Linked DNA regions of Mus musculus: regions 2, 3 and 4 are each linked to region 1. The links are chromatin contacts, called in public Micro-C and promoter capture Hi-C maps. All regions are on one chromosome and are shown on one strand. The core of a region is the stretch at or near the end of the contact, and the rest is flanking DNA. Distances in the headings are between cores, read along the strand shown. Region 1 holds the start of Lpcat1 (lysophosphatidylcholine acyltransferase 1). Region 2 holds the start of Cep72 (centrosomal protein 72). Region 3 holds the start of Ccdc127 (coiled-coil domain containing 127). Region 4 holds the start of Tppp (tubulin polymerization promoting protein).

What was found. Promoter capture Hi-C pulls out the DNA fragments that hold promoters and counts their contacts. A called contact is a pair of places that touch in the nucleus more often than the background predicts.
Region 2: a promoter capture Hi-C map of pre-B cells shows a contact between it and region 1, with 5 times the contacts expected there. The contact joins the promoter of Cep72 here to the promoter of Lpcat1 in region 1. A contact is called at or near these places in 4 of 39 promoter capture datasets (cranial neural crest, hippocampal neurons, pre-B cells and 1 more), 1 of 484 Hi-C or Micro-C datasets (CD8 T cells) and 1 of 115 datasets of contacts at active chromatin or transcription factors (memory CD8 T cells).
Region 3: a contact with region 1 is called in a promoter capture Hi-C map of pre-B cells, with 5 times the contacts expected there. The contact joins the promoter of Ccdc127 here to the promoter of Lpcat1 in region 1. A contact is called at or near these places in 4 of 39 promoter capture datasets (hippocampal neurons, liver, neural stem cells and 1 more).
Region 4: a Micro-C map of embryonic stem cells shows a contact between it and region 1, with 3 times the contacts expected there. The contact joins the promoter of Tppp here to the promoter of Lpcat1 in region 1. A contact is called at or near these places in 2 of 39 promoter capture datasets (cranial neural crest and pre-B cells), 1 of 484 Hi-C or Micro-C datasets (embryonic stem cells) and 1 of 9 other capture datasets (adipose tissue).

Annotation. Positions count from the first base shown.
Region 1 is chr13:73,464,466-73,469,074 of GRCm38.p6, forward strand. Lpcat1 (lysophosphatidylcholine acyltransferase 1) reads left to right here and starts at 2,766. Exons shown (of 14, transcript NM_145376.6): 1 at 2,766-3,052. The coding sequence starts at 2,918.
Region 2 is chr13:74,060,387-74,065,339 of GRCm38.p6, forward strand. It overlaps Cep72 (centrosomal protein 72), which reads right to left and starts at 1,899. Exons shown (of 12, transcript NM_028959.3): 1 at 1,798-1,899. The coding sequence starts at 1,876.
Region 3 is chr13:74,347,372-74,352,034 of GRCm38.p6, forward strand. It overlaps Ccdc127 (coiled-coil domain containing 127), which reads left to right and starts at 2,946. Exons shown (of 3, transcript NM_001168659.1): 1 at 2,946-3,037. Sdha (succinate dehydrogenase complex, subunit A, flavoprotein (Fp)) reads right to left here and starts at 2,869. Exons shown (of 15, transcript NM_023281.1): 1 at 2,775-2,869. The coding sequence starts at 2,837.
Region 4 is chr13:74,006,559-74,010,961 of GRCm38.p6, forward strand. Tppp (tubulin polymerization promoting protein) reads left to right here and starts at 2,861. Exons shown (of 4, transcript NM_182839.2): 1 at 2,861-2,951. Gm15912 (predicted gene 15912) reads right to left here and starts at 2,796. Exons shown (of 3, transcript NR_168519.1): 1 at 2,518-2,796; 2 at 2,261-2,436; 3 at 1,571-1,906.

The DNA.
Region 1 (4,609 bases), core at 1,516-4,015:
ATGATGCCAAAGGGACTGGATTTTGAGGTCGGTTAAAAAGAAAAGTATGTTAACAAGATGGGGAAGCATGACCATAAGACTCCATCATGATAAAGAGATTAGTGGAGAAGCAATCCCTTTGAGTATGTTTGCACCTAATGACAATGCTGCAAAATACAGAAGACAAGAGCTAAAAGCATTCAGAAGTAAAATAGAAAAGTGCTCAAATAAGCTTTGCCTCCATAATTAACAGAACAAGTAATACAAGTGTAGGAAGAGGTAGAGCCTGCACAAGACCATGCACGATGTAACCCACCAGCATTCACAGAACACTCCACCCCAAATGCATAATTACAGGCCACAAATCTAATGTGTTCACAGAGCCTATGTGTTGCGACCACAAAGGAGTTATTAAAATTAATGACAGGAATGTGCCTGGCACCTTTCCAAATATTTGGACATTAATATCCAGCTAATGAAACAACACATGGGTCAAAGAGACCACCAGGGACAATAGAAAGTAAATTAAAAACTGAAGGAAAGTGGAAAACCGGCAGGCCAGCATGTGTGGGATGCAGACAAAGCCGTGCTTATAAGAAAATGGACAGTATTAAATAAGAAAGGTCTGAACCAGCAATCTGCACTCCCACCTCTCAAAGGCAGTGAAAGACTACCACATTAAATGTGAAGGAGAGGGAAAGAAATAATTCCAGCCAGTACAGCTATAAAAGGGTTTGCAGTTTCCACTCTGCCACTCCTGTGATCTGTGAGCAGGAATGTCTTCCTTTTGACAGTTATCTTCTGGCCTCTGTGTCTCACCAAAACCTGCTCTAAACAAATCATTTCCTTCCTCCAAACATGCCTCATCGGCCCAAGGATACACTGTGGGTTTCCACCAGGTCACATTTCCGATGGGGCTTCCTCAAAGGTAGAACAGGGCAGGTGGTGCAGACAAGTCCTCTCCTGGGAGTGGGACACTGACTCTGCCTGGCCTATTCATTTTGCTTAGATTGCAGGGCTGGGACATGGTTCCTCCCTAATCCATTCAGGGACTCATACTGTACTGTGAACCTCCTGGGGCTCTGAACAATTGATTACAATCTGGATGAAAAAACAGCTGCATCCTCTCACACCTCAGAAAGATAAACGACCAAGATCAAGGTAGAGGCAGCTCTCCCTGATGTCTCTAAGGAAGGGTCCTCCCAGCTCTCTCTCCAGCTTCAGGTGGCTGAACATCCTCAATTAGGAAAACTTGGTCTTACATGGCATCCCCCCACCCCCCATTCTGCCTTGTCTCCTCATTCAAATCTCCCATTCACAAAGACATCACTAATACTGGATGGGTCCTGACAAATCTATTAGAGTCATCATGATCACCTGCAAAAGATTTTCTTTCCACAAAATATGTGGACTTGGGTCAACACCGCTACACAGGATGTTCACAGCTTTCTATGACCCAGCTTTGAGGCTACAGAAATCCTGGCCCAGGATACCCGCAGGCTTCTTTGCTTGTAGACTTCAGGTGGCACCTGGCCCGCCTGTCTTCCTTCCTCTAAAGGTCTGTTTGTAAGCCTGATAGGCCTTTGTGCCCTGGGGTTTTCTTGACAGGGAGCTGAAGATCCTTGGATGCTACACTCTTGTGTCTGAGACTTGAACAAATGGGAATTAAAATCTAGAATCAGTGGAATCTAGGTCACAGGACAACATATCAGAACATTAAGGCCGGGTGTGATGGCGCACGCCTTTAATCCCAGCACTCGGAGGCAGAGGCAGGTGGATTTCTGAGTTCGAGGCCAGCCTGGTCTACAAAGTGAGCTCCAGGACAGCCAGGGCTAAACAGAGAAACCCTGTCTTGAAAAAAAAAAAAAAAAAAAAAAAAGAACATTAAGTTTGCTCATAGTCCTTAAGGATCTCCACAGCCTTCTTAGCCCAGAGGAAAGGCTATGTGTACTGTCGCTGCTTCATGGCTCATTTTGCAGAGGGGACAAGGGAATCTCAAGATAACGTCACGTGTCCAATACAAGATGAAGCTTTGAAGTGACAAGATCTGTGCGAGCATTTTTCTTCTAGCCAACTCCTCAAAACAGAGCCTGGTCACATTTCTGTCAGGAGTTATCAGAGGCTCTGGTCACTCTATTGTGAGAGGATGTGGTGGAGACTCTGAGAGCTCTGGTGTCCACAGGAAGTTTGGACTTTGGGGAGGTTAGACAGGAAGCCAAGGGTATCTGGAATTAGGCAGAATTTAGCTCCTTTTTCCTGTCTGGTGACTGAGGCTAGACCCTCTGTCTCCCAGTACCTGCTTGTTGAGTGTTCTATGAGCTATACAAATAAAAGCACCTGGTGTTGCTACAAAAGGCATTTCTTTAGTTTTTCAAATGTATACATTTTGATCAGAAAGCTACTTTGTATCCTATTTTAAAACAGGATACAAAGTACAAAAGGCATCCAGTGAGTCAAATGAATACATTTTAGCAGAAAGGCTATTTAGAGTCCTAGTTAATGGTGTGATACAAATTAGGGTCTCCTAGCCTATCTTCTCCCTCGATGGCGACTGATGGATTACAATGGTTAGGGGAAGGAAGCTGCCTGTGAGGACAGCGTTGCGCTGAGAAGTGGGCCTGCCCAGTTCAGTCCTGCGACCCAAAATTTAAGGTCTCCCTACACATGCAAATTCGCAGGATTCCCCTAAGTCCAGGAGCCTTAAGACGCGCAGGCGCATTCATAGCCCAGAGCGGTCTGGGCGGGGCACCCCGTTGGCCCCACCCACGTCACGCCGCCCCTCCCGCGCCTGCGCCTCCGGGCGGCCGCGCATCCTAGGCCCTCTCCCGCGCGCTCTGCTAGCTCTGCTGCTCTCGGCTCTTCTGTGCTTGGCTCGGTTCAGCTGAGCTCGGTCGGCTGAGCTCCATCTGCTCTACTCCTTGCTCAGGCGCGGGCAGCCATGAGGCTGCGGGGCCGCGGGCCGCGGGCCGCCCCCTCCTCCAGCTCTGGGGCAGGCGACGCGCGGCGCCTAGCGCCCCCGGGGCGGAACCCCTTCGTGCACGAGCTGCGACTGAGCGCCCTGCAGAAGGCCCAGGTGGGTTCTCCGCAGCGCTGCTGTACTCTATCCAGGATGCGCTCGGGATGCGGTGGGGAGGGGCTGGGCGCCGCCCGGTCCTCCGTGAGCCGCACCCCTCCCCTGCAGCACTCTTCCAACCCGCGCCAGGGTCCCGCTTCCCGCCGCCTGCGTGCACGCCGACTTACACCCTTTTGGTTTCGGTACTGGACCCTGCACTCCATCCCTTGGGCCCTGCACCCTCATCCCAGGCCTGGCCCGGGTTCCCGCCAGCAGGAGGCCTGGAGGTGGGCGGGGGTGGGGGGGTGTCCTCGCATCAGGCAGCCCCTTTCCAGCGTCTCCGCACAGCTAGGAGGCCTACTGTGTGTCTCCGTGGCCTAGTGTCGGAACCTGAATTGTCATCTGGAGCACCGGACGCGCGGGGCCCCTGGCATAACCCAATAGGATGATTTCCACATCCATGTTTGCAGATTGTTTCCTGTGTCTAGTACACTGTGTCGGTTGTTAGCGATGCTCCCTTGGGCTGCCTGTGCCCGGTATCAACTTTATACAACATAGTTCCCACGTGAGAGGGAACCTGTGCGCTGCGGCTGGCTAGTAGTGAGCGGGGACCTGGATCTAGGCACAGTTGCTATCTGTTCTTGTGGTTCTCACCGTGAGACCCGGCACGTGGGACCTTTTTTTACTCAGGGGCCAGGTCTGTGGTGCTGTGGTCACTTCTGGGACCCTTCTTTGAGTAATGAGCAGAGTTCACAGTTTCAGACTTCCGTGGTTTACAGGCAGAGTAGTATTTCCAACTGTAAGGGACCAGCTCTAGGAGGAGATGGTGTTTTTAAATGTGTAACCTATCAGACATAATATTAAGGTAAAGTCTGTTGAAATTATTACTTTCCCAAGCACCGGTTTCTGCTCAAAGCATCCAGTGGGGTTAGTTATCACCCGTAGGAATGGATGGTCAGCAGAATTGAACACGGAGAGTGTAAAGTAAAGGCCTCATATTGGCCCCCAGGTCTTGTCCTCTTTCCTGGTTGTGTCTGGAGCCTGTGAGGCTTTTCCTGAAGTCTTTGCTGCTGTCAGGTTGCTCCTCACGGCCTGGGGCTGTGCCCAGCAGGAGGGCTTAGGGTGCAGTCATATTTGAACTTTATTACTCTCAGTTTCAGTCCACAACCTCCTACCCTACAACTCTATCCCTTGTCACTTGTGGGTCTTCCTTCCTCCCGGATCTGCTGCCTGTGTGGATTTGGGACCCCTCCCAAGTCAAGTCCCTCCTGGTTCATCCTACTACATCCCACCCTAATCACCATCAACAACCCATTCCTAGTTATTCTTTCCAGTTCTGACCTTGCTAGTCTGCCTCTACCCCATCTTGGTAGGTTCCTACCCTCATCTTAATCTCCTGGTTTACCTCACACTGTTTCCACACCCCCTACTTTATGTTCCTGTCCCTTCCTGCTCTGTATGCTCTGCCTCAACTTAGTCTGGATGAAGCATCTTTCTCCCAGAAACCAAGCTCCACATTCTTTATGCATCCATGCTTGTCACGATCTTAGCACAGTTAGTCTGATTCTAGGGCTGGGT
Region 2 (4,953 bases), core at 649-3,148, 600 kb after region 1:
TTTATCTCCTCCAGCTGTGAGTCAAAATAAACCTTCTCACTCTTAAGTTGCTTCTTTTTCTTTTTTTTTTTAAAAAAGATTTATTTTATTTATTATATGTAAGTACACTGTAGCTGTCTTCAGACACTCCAGAAGAGGACATCAGATTTCGTTACGGATGGTTGTGAGTCACCATGTGGTTGCTGGGATTTGAACTCGGGACCTTCGGAAGAGCAGTCGGCACTCTTAACCACTGAGCCATCTTGCCAGCCCCTTAAGTTGCTTCTTGTCGGTTTTTTTTCCCCCACATAGGAAATGAGAAAACCAACTAATATACCCTCTTACTAAATAACAAAGTCTTTATACAGAGAATCCTCCTGGTTGACCTGAATACTATCAGCCAATAAAATCAACCTGACACAGTTTTTACATGTACTTGGAACACTCTCCAAGAGAAACCAGATTCTTGGGCATTAAACAATCTCTGCAGACTTAAGCGAACCAAAATCATACACAGTATGTTCTCTGACAATAATAGAATTACACACAAAAAAACAAGAAAACCTCCCGACACATAATTCGTTAAAAAGACATCCCTAAAGAATAAAAATGTGAGCAATCACTAAATAATTTGGAGGTCTAAGAAGATACCTAAAGGGATATTTGAAAAGCATATTAAAATCAATGAAAATTAGAACCAGTCATGGTGGCAACTGCCTGCAATCCTAGCCACTTGAGTGTCGGACTAAAATTCCAAGGCCAGGTTCCGTTAAAAATGGAGATCAAGGTCATCTTGGCTTAATAACACACTTGAAAAATTAAAAAAACGTTTGGGGTGAAGTCCCATGACAGGGCATTTGCTTAGCATATGCAAAGCCCTATGTTCTATCTCCAGTACCTTAACACACAGTAGAAATATAAACACTAACAAATGTGTTAGTGTGTGCAGCTATGTGATACGTAAAGAGAAATGTACAGATTAAGAGATTTAAATTATAAAACAAGCTTTAATCCACACGTTTCACTTCTAGAATCTAAAGAGGAAAATAAATGCAAAGCAAGCACAGAGAAAAAGGTAAAATTTAAAAACAGTGAAGACAAATCAACCAACCCAAAAGTGGTGTCTTTGGCATGACCAAAAACCGTATATCTCCAACATGACTGAAAGATAGAGCCAGATTAAGTACCATTTATGAAAATGGGGAATATCCCTACAGGCCCCACAAGCATTAATAAAATAGTAAGAGAATGCTGTAGTCAGTTCTATGTAGATATGGTTGACAATCAAGAAAAAACGATTTAGATAACGAAAATGCACTCTAGGTGAAACCACTATAAGTTTAAAAATCGTAATCGAATTTAAAAAATGGTAATCGAAAATCTTCAACAATGGAAAATTCTAGGCCTGCGTGGTTTCCCTGTCAAAGTCCAGGGGAAAAAAGTTAAAAAGGAAAAAAAAAAAATCACAACACAAATTCCGCACGATCTCTTGCTCAAAACGTAATGGGGCCTTGATGTCCAAACCATATAAAAAGAGACCTGCATCTTCATAAGCGAAATGCCATGTAGGAACCCAGGAAGACAGATGAAAGCTGCTGCAAAAAAGAAGCGGGGGGCTCAGCCTGACCGCGGTCCCACAGAAAACCCAGGCCGCGTCCACCGGCTCTCCAGGACCTTAGCCACGCCCTTCCCCACAAACCCGCCCAGCCGGCCCCGCCTCCTTGCCCCACGGGCCGAGACCGTTTGTGGTCAAGTGCCATTCGCACGGAGGCAGAGCTATCAGGCCCGGCAGGCCAACCCAGTCTGTCCCCCACGCACCCAGGTCGCGGTGGGGACCCAGGCCGCTGCGCTCTCGTACAGTCTCTTCACACAAAACCAACCGCTGGCCTGGCGCCATGTTTTCAAACCGGACGCTGGCGCGCGGCGCCTGCGCTGTGACGTGATCTGGAACGGGCGGGCGGGACCAAGCCTGCAAGGGGCGGGCCCAGGAGGGTGGGCGGAGCTTCGGCTGTGTTTAAAACTTTCTTTGGGACAGGTTCACCCAAGCCATCCTAATCCGCTGAGCTCTGAGTGCAACCTCACCCTGCTCTGGCTCCTCCCCAGGACAACCCCATTGCGTTCAGTGCGGTTTGTGGAAACAGCTGTTAGTGCCCGGGGCATTCGCACCTACTCCCACTTCCATTCATTTCCTACTCCCTCCAGGAGCCTTCTCTCCTAAGGTTTCTTCCTGTCCCAGCCCCTGAGATGCTCCCCCCCCCCCCCCCCGCCAACCCCCACGCACTTCCAAAAGTTCTCATCATGTGGCTGGAGAGACAGGCTGTGTGCAAAAAAAAAAAAAAAAAAAAAAAAAAATTTCTCCTAACTAAGACACATTGAAAGTCCTTTCATCAAACCTGGGGTCTACTAATAACTTCCAGGCATTGGAGAGATAACTAAGCTTTTCAGAAGCAAATTAAGGCTTGTATGCTTGCCATCTAAGACATGTGGCGCCTCAGGACACAACACAGATTTCAATCACCCTCTCTTATTCTATTTTCTCTGACCAAGATCAGAGTCCAAGTGGGACCTTGGGGAGACGGATGGTCTGTCAGGGACAGACCCAAGACCAGCTTTTCTACTGCAATGAAAGTGCCAGTAGAAACTTGGGAAGTAACGTTTCTGTTTACTAACGTTTTACATCTTCACTGAAGAAAGAGGGACAAGGATTAGCTTTGCACCCTGCAAAGATTCCTACAAGCCTATGATTTCTTACAAGCCTCAGTAAAAGGTTATGCTAATGATTAATTACTACCAAGTACTCTTTCCGGTGGTTTATTAAATACCATCTGCCGTGGTAACATTAGACTGTGGCCAAACCTACATGCATTTAAGCTGTTTTATGTCCTTAAGTTCCATTTGAGGTGTTTAGGAGTGAGCCAGCAGCACTTGAACTTGATTTGGTGCTGGTGAAGACACAGAGCAAGGAACAGTGTTGTGACTCGGAGATAGAGATGATGAGCCAGGCTGGGTCACATCAGGAACAATCCCTTCTGCCTCATAGTTCATAAAGCTTTCCCAACTAGACCTGGAGGTTAGCAGGAACCTTCCTTAGCTGGAGTCCCACAGCCTGGTCTTCCCTACTACCTGGAGAGTTGGCAGGCAGTCCTACCCAGAACATTCTGTTGATCTCACATACACACCCCCCCCCCATGCTGCTCCCAACCTTGGCATTCATCAGCTGTCTGAGATGGGGTAAGAAGAGCCACTGTTGCCATGTATAAGGCTTGTGCTTCTTTTTGTATGCTCTCTCTGTAGGACATGCCAAAACATGTGCTGCTTAAGACCCACAACCTAGGCCAGCTGGACATTGGTGGGAGCAGAGGAGGCCTCTCTGGCTCTTTCTACCTGATACCCCTTGTGGTTTTCTAGGATCTTCCATGGAGGCTTTCACTCTCCAGCCTGAATCTCTAAACATGTGGGCACAAAATATATAGTCATCTTCAAAAAGACCAGGAGGGAGGCAGGGCAGCCTGAGGCTGACCCACCCATATGTGCCTGAAGAAAATATAGGTTCAAGCTGGCCCCTGAGGGTTTCTGCCTTTCTCCATGACTGTCTTTGGCCATAGGGAGTAAAAGGAGGAGGTGCCATCAAGACTGAGAGTTTTAGATAGGAGGAGGGCCCTGCATCCTCAGTGGGCCTCTTAGAGCTATGGGTGACATGACATTGTTAGCGCTCCTCATTCTCTTGTAGGGGCAATACTCTAGTATGTTTCCTTAGCTAGTTAGATCTCTCCTTCCTGTTACAAAAGCTGGGCTTATGTGCATACCACAGTACTTCCTCCTAAAGTCAATCAGGAGCCACACCAGCCTGTTGGCAATGTTGAAAAGAATGCTTCCATGCTCATAGGTGGACCTCCCACTGGTGCAAGGCACATAGTTGCTAGAGGCGCTGGCTCTGACTGCATATCCCCAGACTAATGTTAGAACCCAGTAGTGTAGACAAAGGATCGCGAGCAAGCAGTCAGAGCCATCAGGAGGAGACTGAAGCAGGGGCTGTATGAGAGAAATATAAAGCTGTGGCTGAATGCAGAATGGCTGTCACCCTTGAAGGCAAAAACCATTGCCATCTCAAGGAGTGAAGCAGGAATAAGGGTAGAGGGAGGGGTAAAGGAGGCTCTCCATTGCTCCCCTTCTTGAGGAGGCTCTGATCTAGGGCCCGCTAACCTCCCTGTTGTAACTGTTTTTTACTCTTCTCCCTAGCCATATCTTTACCAGTTAAGATCAACATTAATACCTGGCAGTTATCAATATATTTCCCACTTCTACCCCCCACATATACAGTAAAACATACAGATATGTCAAGCAATGCCCTTCCCATGGCTGCTTTACATAATTGGTGTGAGCCTGGAGGTCTGTATCATTGTATCTTCCTTTCCCCATAAGCTAAATCCAGTGAGGGGGACCACATTCTGCTCTTATACTTTGCCCAGAGTAGCACGGGGGGAAAACAGTTTAGTGAGGAACATGAGCAGGAGGCGATCTCTGATATACTGTGTGGAGAAACTGTGAGGTCACTGGTTCTCACAGCTGATTGATGGCTAGGGAGGGAGTCTGCTCTATCCAGGCTTAGCTGTAGCTTACCTCTCAGTGCATTTAGAAAGCACCTCTGGTTTGAATTCTATCCTGTTTCTGGAAAGGTGAGAATTCAAAGTCAGTGACCCAGGTTCCACTAACCCGGGTCAGAGGTTATTAGGTCAGCTAAGACCAGGCTGAAGTCACTTCAGGCCATGAGTTACTGAAGTGGGACACTGTATCCAGGAGTTTGAAAACACTGTTATGTAGTTGGTGAGGATGGTCCATTGGCGTTGTCCTGCCCTAGGAACCAAAGGCTAAGCCATAGATAGCAGCTGGGTTACCTGTAAGAGCCAAAGTCAACTTGTAAGCTCCACCTGCCCAAGGACCAGGTAACTTCCTGCAATGCTGAGAGTTGTAGTT
Region 3 (4,663 bases), core at 1,696-4,195, 880 kb after region 1:
AAGAATTTCTACAAACTTTATAGAAGTCAGCTGCCCTTGTTCTTATTTTTCCTTTAAACGTGAGTCACATCAGTGTATTGGAACCATGCAAAGCAAAACAAAGGCAAAATAAATCTGATGAGTTGATAACTTGAAAGTGTTTGTCAATATAGAAAACCTTGACAGGACAATACAATTCCTTGTCTTCAGCACTTCTCAGTCGATAGTCACAAATTTCTTTTTCTGCTAACTTGATTCTGTTCTTTGGTAAACTCAAATTCCTCATTAAAAAAAAAAACAAAAACAACAAAAAAAACCCCACAAACTTCAAATGCCAACAAATATTCAGTTAGAGGGCAGAATTTTCATAAGAACAGCCATCCTCATAAAGAGACTTTCTTAAAACCAAAAGGCGTACTTTAAGAGGTGCCATTTGTGTGTCAATCCTGTTTTTCCTGTCTTATTATCCTGCTTACTGGTTCTTAACCACAGAACAGTTATGAAGCACCACCACAAAGGAGGTAACATGCTGCAGCTAATATGATTCAACTAAGGGAGGTTTGAAAGAAATAGTTTCCAATTATGCCCCTATGCAAAGAAAGTTGTGCAGCCTGGTCTCACATGCTTAGAACCGTACTCTCACTTTCAACTGGAATTTTACTCCAGACTGAAATCAAAGTCAATATCTAGGTCTTAGTCTCCAGAGGAATCACTGAGCACCAGCCTAGGACGAGGACACTGATGTACAAGAAATGAAGCAAAAGGATTGATTTTATAAAGGATTTATTAAAAGGCTTGCTTAGGAGACATTAAGTCACACAAAATAGTATTTAGCTAAGGAAGTGTTGCCTTCAAAAATACCTCAAAGATATGACTATAGTAACCAGGTGTACTGGCTAGTTTTGTGTCAACTTGACACGGCTGGAGTTATCACAGAGAAAGGAGCTTCAGTTGAGGAAATGCCTCCATGAGATCCAACTGTAAGGCATTTCCTCAATTAGTGATCAAGGGGGAAAGGCCCCTTGTGGGTGGTGCCATCTCTGGGCTGGCAGTCTTGGGTTCTATAAGAAAGCAGGCTGAGAAAGCCAGTGGAAGCAAGCCAGTAAAGAACATCTCTCCATGGTCTCTGCATCGGCTCCTGCTTTTTGACCTGCTTGAGTTCCTATCCTGACTTCCTTTGGTGATGAACAGCAGTATGGAAGTGTAAGCTGAATAAACCCTTTCCTCCCCAACTTGCTTCTTGGTCATGATGTTTGTGCAGGAATAGAAACCCTGACTAAGACACCAGGCCTGTTGGACATAAGTAAAATTAAGGATTCTAGGATGTAAATGTTTCTTCAGCAGGATTGAGCAGCCATTAGACTCTTTCCCTTAACAAAGGAGACAAACCGAATTACAACTAGTAAGCCCATTTCTCTTTCAAAGACCATTCCTCTAGAAGGCAGTCCCGGGTGACAATAAACTTTAAATATGGTATTCCATAAAGCTCCACTTCTCTTCTTAACAAAGCCTAATTCTGACAGCTGGACGAGATGCCCATAGGCAGGAACAATAAAGATGCACTTAAAAACAATTCAGGCAATGAAAAATACCTTTGCTGTGCAAATCTCCCACCTGCCTAAGTGGCCAGACTTGCAGTCTCCTGTCTCTGTCTAAACTGGTCAAAGCATAAACTGGATCTGGAATAGGAAAGGAATTTAAGGATGCCAACATATGTGGTAAGCATAAACCTAAGGTGTATACAAGTTAATAAAAATCTTCTATCCTTGACTGTTCCTTTTGGGCATTAGCCAGAGCTGGGCTCAGACTATCATTATTTTTTTTTTTTTTCCTTGAGTGTGTGGAGTGAATCCTGGGCATGGGGTGGGCTCACCTATTTCTGCTACAAAAGAATTCTGCTACAATTATAGGTGGCTGACTTATTATCTCCTGTAAAGGGCTTCAATGATCAGGACTTAAAACCCTTCTTGCAGAGCCCAAGGGATAGAGGTGGAAGTAGGAGTTTGTGGCAGCAAATACAAATCACAGAAATTATCAAGGTTTGAAAATGCCTTCTGGCCTTGCAAGAATAGCTGCCAACTAACCCTTGAACATTTCATTGAACATGCATTTTAATATCTATTTCAGAAAATAGACAACTGCAGCCATAATTTGATGCACAATGCAAGTCGATACTGTTCAATGTCTTAGGGCCTTTACTTTGTAATTAAATTGTTAAGTAGGTAGGTGAGACAGAACTTTAAAGAACCCAACCTGTCAAATTTAGTTTACGTTAATAAAACCCTAGGAGTGTGACGAATAACAGGTGACCGGCAAAGAGTGCACTGAGACAAGATCTGACAATCTGGGAGGCCAACATCAGACCCCTGCAACCCTGAGTCACTGTGTACCTCTTCAAATGCAAAAAGAAGTCGCAAGACTGGATGAACACGGTGCAGAAGTCTCACCTGGTATCTTCAAATATCTCTTTGATATTTAAAAACAGTAGCTAAGGCCACTACACAAAACCTGTAAGCTCATCACTTATAAGTCTTAGTGTCGACACCCAGACTACCAACGGATTACTCGCAGACCCGTCCGCATCCAGAATGCAACAGGCCGGTCCCTCCCTTTAACCTTGGAGAACTTCGCTAGACCAAGACGGGGAAGGCCAGACTCCACGCCCGCGACCTCGGGGTCGTGACCTTCGCCGGAAAGCAGTCGGCTTCGGCCCACTGCACCTTCCCAGACTCAGGCCAACTCGGGTGGAATCGTGGCGCACTCCTAGCGCCTGCCATTTCGTGGCACTAACTCACCGCCCCAGTTAACGCCAAGCGCCGCCCGCGAAGAAGCCTCGAAACTGCGCCAACCCCGGCCATGTCTGCCTTCCCGCAAGCCCCAGCGACAGACTGCGCTTGCGCACCGAGTCGCGCGGGTGTCGGGCTTGGAAGATTCTGCGCCTGCGCAACACGCCCCTCCTGGCTCGCGTGAGTGGTGGTGCGCCTGCGCCCTGTAAACGCGGCGGTGGCAACACGTCTGAGGTAGGGTGGCAGCAACGCTGATGGGCTCTGCTCCAGGGGTAAGTGAGGTGCCAATGTCTTTAAAGTGCTTCTCGGGTGGTTCTTGTTTGCCAAAACAGAGAGGGTCGGATGATCTGGAGAGATGGAAGTAGGGTCCTGGGGCGGAGATCGCAAGCTCCATAAGAGCCCGTTTTGTTGGGCGCTTGAATCTCAACTAATGGGGGGGGGGGGGGGTACATACTGCCCTGGACTTCTAGAGTAGGTAGGAATGATGTCTTGGTGGCTGGACAAGGAGCAGCTAGCTGCACTGGGCTACGTAAAAGCCAGGATACTGAACTAGAAACTATATCCAAAGCTTTCGTCTTCGTTACAGCAGCTGGGAAGCTGGAGGCCCGGCCTGTTGTCATCCTGAAAGCTGCTTAGATCGTGGCTAGCATCCCATATTGCAAACGCGCTCTCATTTGATCACTTTCAGATAGTTTTTCTATTTTTCTAGTGAGTATAGCTGAAATGTTCGGTGGAATTAAATAGCATAAAAAGTAAACCAATAATCGTAATTGTTTCCTGAATTTTCAGTTAATATTAGATTAAGGTTTTCCTCTTGGTGCACAATCTTTATGACCATTATTTTGAATTGTTTAAGTTTACAATGAACCGTTCCCATTTTATTTCTTTGTTTTTTTATTAATAAATAAGGAAATATGGAATATATTCATGCACAACACTTTATATTTTGAATTATTTCCTTGAACTTTATAACCCCAAAATGGATGTTGTTGGTGCAGAGGAAATAAATATGACAGCTTACCCTACAAGGGTTCTGCGTTGGTGGGTTCAACCAACTGCAGATAAAATATATTTGGGGAAAATGTGTCTGTTCGGAGTATGTACAGACTTTTTTTTTAACAAGGGGGAAAATAAAACAGATGAACTACTTAAGTGCCTTTATACCTTATTAGGTATCGGTGACTTAGAGATAAAGTATTGAGCAGATTATATTCAAATACAGCATTGTATATGGGAGCCTTGGCTATCTTCAAGGCTTTTGGTATGAGATGGGGCTCCCCATCAGATATCTGATGGATGGCTATACATAGTAGGAGGTTTTTGAAAGTTGCCTGCTTTTAGTGTGTGTATGTGTGTGTGTGCATACATACATATATATATATGTATATACACATACATATTTCTAAATTAGGCATCTACCATACGTCATACGTATTAATTCTATAGTTCCTATAAACCGTTACATTCTGAGCCATGTATTATGGTTATATATTTATTGTTCATTATTGTGCATCTTAACATGTTAAACAAGGTTTGTTAAAAACACTAAAACTTTCAAAATTTGGGTTGAATTACGTATTTCTTACATGGATCTTGGTTAACTATTTTGTGTTTATTGTATTTGTACATATAAGCAAGCTGAATGTTTTTATGACTTTACAGTATGAGAACACCCATCGAATATGGGTACTTTTTATTTTATTTTTATTTATTTGAGACAGAGACTCTCTGTATAGACCTGGCTCTCCACTATGTAGACTAGACTATCTTCAAACTCAAAGAGATCAGCCTGCCTCTGCCAACTTGAATTCTGAGATTAAAAGCATGCACTAACATGCCTGGCTAATATGGGTAGTTTGTAAACTAGTAAATTTATATTAATATTGGTATCCAGCCTA
Region 4 (4,403 bases), core at 1,611-4,110, 540 kb after region 1:
TGATGGAGGCTTCTGTAGCAGGTTCTTAGGACATGGGCTGCCGAGACCCTTCCTGGAGGAGACAGGAACAAATATCTGCACAATCCTGTTGGAAACATGACAGTGTCTCAGGCTCTCTGCCACATCCTGTTGTTGTTGTTGTTTTTTTAAAAAAGATTATTTATTTATTTATTATTTATTTTTATTATATTATTTATTATTTATTTATTATTATATTATATGTTATATTATTTTATTATATATTATATATGTTATATTATATTTTATATTATTATTATTATATTATATGTACATAATATATATATATTATTATATTATATGTACGCTGTAGCTGTCTTCAGACACCCCAGAAGAGGGCATCAAATCTCATTACAGATGGTTGTGAGCCACCATGTAGTTGCTGGGATTTGAACTCAGGAACTTCGGAAGAGCAGTCAGTGCTCTTAACCTCTGAGCCATCTCTCCAGCCCCACAACCTGTTCTTATCTGGAACTCAGCATAGCTCCCACTCCACACACCCCCACCCCCGCACCATTGTTCTCAGATTTTGAAGGTTGCTAATGATCATTCATTCTTTCCCTCTCTGGACTCCATGCTGTCCATAGATAGGACACTTCTTGGCTAGGCTACTGCTCTAGACTGCATATTTCACCTAATCCTCTGTCACAAAAAAAGACGGGACCTCACCTTGGTCTGCAGCATTCAAATCTCCTGGAGCCTAAACCTGTATATGGTGGTCTGCCTAGGTTATGTGCTCTGATACTGCAGGGGTCATGTGGACACAGACTCCTGGATATAGGATCCACTGGGATAATCTAAGACAAGCTCCCATCTGAAAGTAGCAACAATAATTTCAAATGCAGACACCCTCATGGACTTTTTGTGGTCCTGGATCTCCAAACAGGAAAAGAAGCCTTTTCCCCCCCGAACTATGTCCCCAGACCAAGACCCTGTTTACATGTAAGGTCATATTTTGAGGTTCCAAATGTAGTGAATTTGGAGGGCCACCATCACCCCAGCAGAGGTGTTTTGCTGGGTCACTATGAGGGATGCTCACCAGAGGCACATCCATTGGATTTGGTGCAGGTCTCCTATACAGATTGTCGCAGGTAAGAGCCTTGAAACTTCAGCAGCTGTCATGCTGCAGGAGGGTCAGGTCAGAAGCCATGATCCGAACCCGTCAAGCTGACATCTTGGACTATGGTTGTTAACAGCCGGGCCTCTAGAACTTTATTATATTGATACAAGTCTTCCTGTATTTAATCCCCAGAACCCACATTAGGCATCCCACAATTACCTGTAATTCCAGCTCTAAGAAATCTAACTTACCCATCTGGTTTCCGAGGGCACCCAGCATGCAAATGGCGCACATACTTTCAAACAGGCATATGCACACACAATAAATAAAAATAAAATTTAACGATAAAGTCACCATTTCGAAACATGCTAATAGAAACATAAACATGTATTTCAGCTTTCAGAACTTCATTTACATTGTTGATTTTCAGAGAATGGGAGGTTTCTTAGTTAGGGTTTTACTGCTGTGAACAGACACCATGACCAAGGCAAATCTTATAAAGGACACATTTAATTGGGGTTGGTTTACAGGTTCTGAGGTTCAGTCCATTATCATCAAGGTGGGAGCATGGCAGCATCCAGGCAGGCATGGTGCAAGAGGAGCTGAGAGTTCTACATCTTCATCTGAAGGCTGCTACTCACTTCCAGGCAGCTAGGGTGAGGGTCTTAAGTCCATGCCCACAGTGACACACCTACTCCAACCAGGTCACACCTACTCCAACAAGGCCACACCTCCAAATAGTGCCACTTCTTGGGCCAAGCATATACAAACCATCACAGCAGGACTTGGGGCTTTGTGGGACATAAGGCAAGTGGCCAAGCCAAGACCCTATAAAAAAGGAGAGAGTCTGGGTCTGGTTCTCCATTCCTTATAGTCCCACAGTCCTGAACTCACATGGCTTCCATGGTGAGTGGGAATTCTCGGGAGAGCAAGAATTAGAAGTAACTTTTTAGTCATTTTTGAGTAGCCGAAGAAAGCAGAGAGTCCGGGGGATCTGAGGGTCAGAGACTACCATGGGGAGGGGTAATTTGCTCCAAGTGCTCAGGTGGGCCCCATTTCTGAAGTTTCAAAACAAGGTTTCCTCAAGCATGAGTTAATTTGTCAGACACTCAGAAAATTCCCCAACACACACTCACTCACACACACACACACACACACACACACACACACACACACACTTACTCAGTGGGTGACTTGGTTAGAGTCTGAGACAGAACCTGGAGGACTGAAGAGTCTATTGAACCAAATCTTCCAGCCCCATTGCCTCCTTGCTAACCCCATAATCTTCTTCAGAGCCACCAGTGCGACCCTGACCTCACCACAGAGTCAGCGGGGTGGAGATCCCGTGGCAAGCGTCCCTAGAAGGAAGGAAAATCAGCAGAGACTCTAAGGATCCTTTTCGTGCAGGTAACCCGAGTGGCCAGCATCTCACCACGCACATCAAGCTCTCCAGGCAGGTAGGGATCAGCAACGGGTTGTGCGCAGTGTAGTCTGCGACTGCGCCACCAGCCTCAGCTTCCCTACTTGCGACTGGCCGCACGCCCGGGGCCCCAGGGCCAGGTGTGCCCTAGTCGCTCTTCCCCAACCTCAGCCCGGTTCCCACGCTCCACAGCTCCACAGCGACCGCACCCTGGGTCGAGCGGCGTCCATAGGCTGGCTGTGCCTGTGGCAGCCTTGTAAGGCAGTGGCTGCCTCGGGTGTCAGTGCGCTGCGCTCCTGCTGGGAGGGGCCTTAGTGCGCGCCTAGGCGGAGCGGGAGGAGGAGGGGCATGTGGGCGGTGCCGGAGGGCGGGGCCCGGCGGACAGCTCTGAGAGCTCGGCGCCCCTGGGCGCGCGTCTAGTCGCTGAGGCGCAGCAGTGGACGCGTTTTGGAGGTAAGCTTGCGCTGGGCGCTGTCCGTGGTCCGAGGCGCGGTTCTGGGGCCAAGGCTCGGGACCCCTCCGGTCCGTGAGGCTGGCCACCTGTCACTCTCTGCAGTGGCTAGATCAGGTCTAGTTGCTGAAGCAACTAGTTCCTTTGAGATCTCAGAGCAGTGGTGTCAAGAATGGGTATGCGTTTACACTGAGCCAGGCGCATTGCGTCGGCACTTGATACGGTGGACAGAAAACACCCCACGGCTCCCCACCAGACCAAGGTGCCAGGCCTCGTGCCAGCGACCCGGGTCGCTGCTCGTGGAACCTGGTGGAAAACGGGGTAAAGAGAAGCCACCGCCCGGAGCTGTGCATACCGGAGCTGGAGCTGCCGGGGGTTCATGGGTCCAGAATCCTGAGCGCGCGTTGCGTCCTGCAGGTGACAGCGCCAGTTCTCTATGTCACCCTCCTTTCGAGCCTGCATCTCTCATTCGAGATGGCGAGGGTTTTGTCAGGGTCGCATGTTGAATGCCCACGTTTGCGCGAAGGAGAGGGAGGACTCGACCCTTGCTCGGCGGTTTCGGTTATGTAAACGAGGCCTTGAACTAGGTGAGGAAGACGAGTAGTACCCTTTGTGGCGCAGCTTTGGACAGGCTGTGTCCTGGTGATTGGTCCTGTGCGTGTCCTGGGGCGAATGGAGGCGTTCGGCCCAGAGCCCACTTGCGTATCTGGGCTCCCTTGGCCGTGTAGGTGGCTTTCTTAGGCGGCGCGAGCTCTCCACGACTGGAGCAATGTTGTGTGTGTTTGGGGGAGCGGGGGAGAGTTGGGTGGGGGGCGCGAAACCCTGCTTGTCTTTAGCTGGATTCTCTGGCGGCCGGCTGCTGTTTCTGCTCGCGTGCCAGCCCCTCTCCCGTCACGTGACCCTGAAGGACTGGCGAGGGGGAGGGGCACAATCTGAGCGTCTCTAAAGGACTCCTCTATTCAGAAAAGCTCCTGATTACCACCGGGACTCGCCATTAGAAAAGGTGCCCTATTCAAGTGGCGTATTTGAATAGACAGCTTTGAGAATCCCTGTCTTAACCGATGGTGAAGTGAGGGCGACCTGCGCAGCTGCACGTTTTCCTCTTGGTGCTCCTTGGGTCCGCCTTCTCCATTTCTTGAGGTTGTGGTACATGGCTATTTTAACTATCATCTAAGGTTTTGGAAATTTTTATAAGCATTAGAAAATTCCGTTTAAGAACACTGAAACCAGACATGAGGGGTGGAGGCTTGGGAGAAGTCTGCAGAATGGGGCCCTGCAGACAGCTCTGCTGAGCTTCAGGGAGGATGAGACCCAGCTTCCTCAGCAGGGCCTGCTGTCCTATTTATAGTGCACGACTGAAGGAGGAGCCTGTAGGAGGTGTGATTTCAGTTTTGCCAGGGAAGGGAACCTTACAGCCTTGTCCATCCCATCTCCCTCGCCCAGGAAGGCTGTGT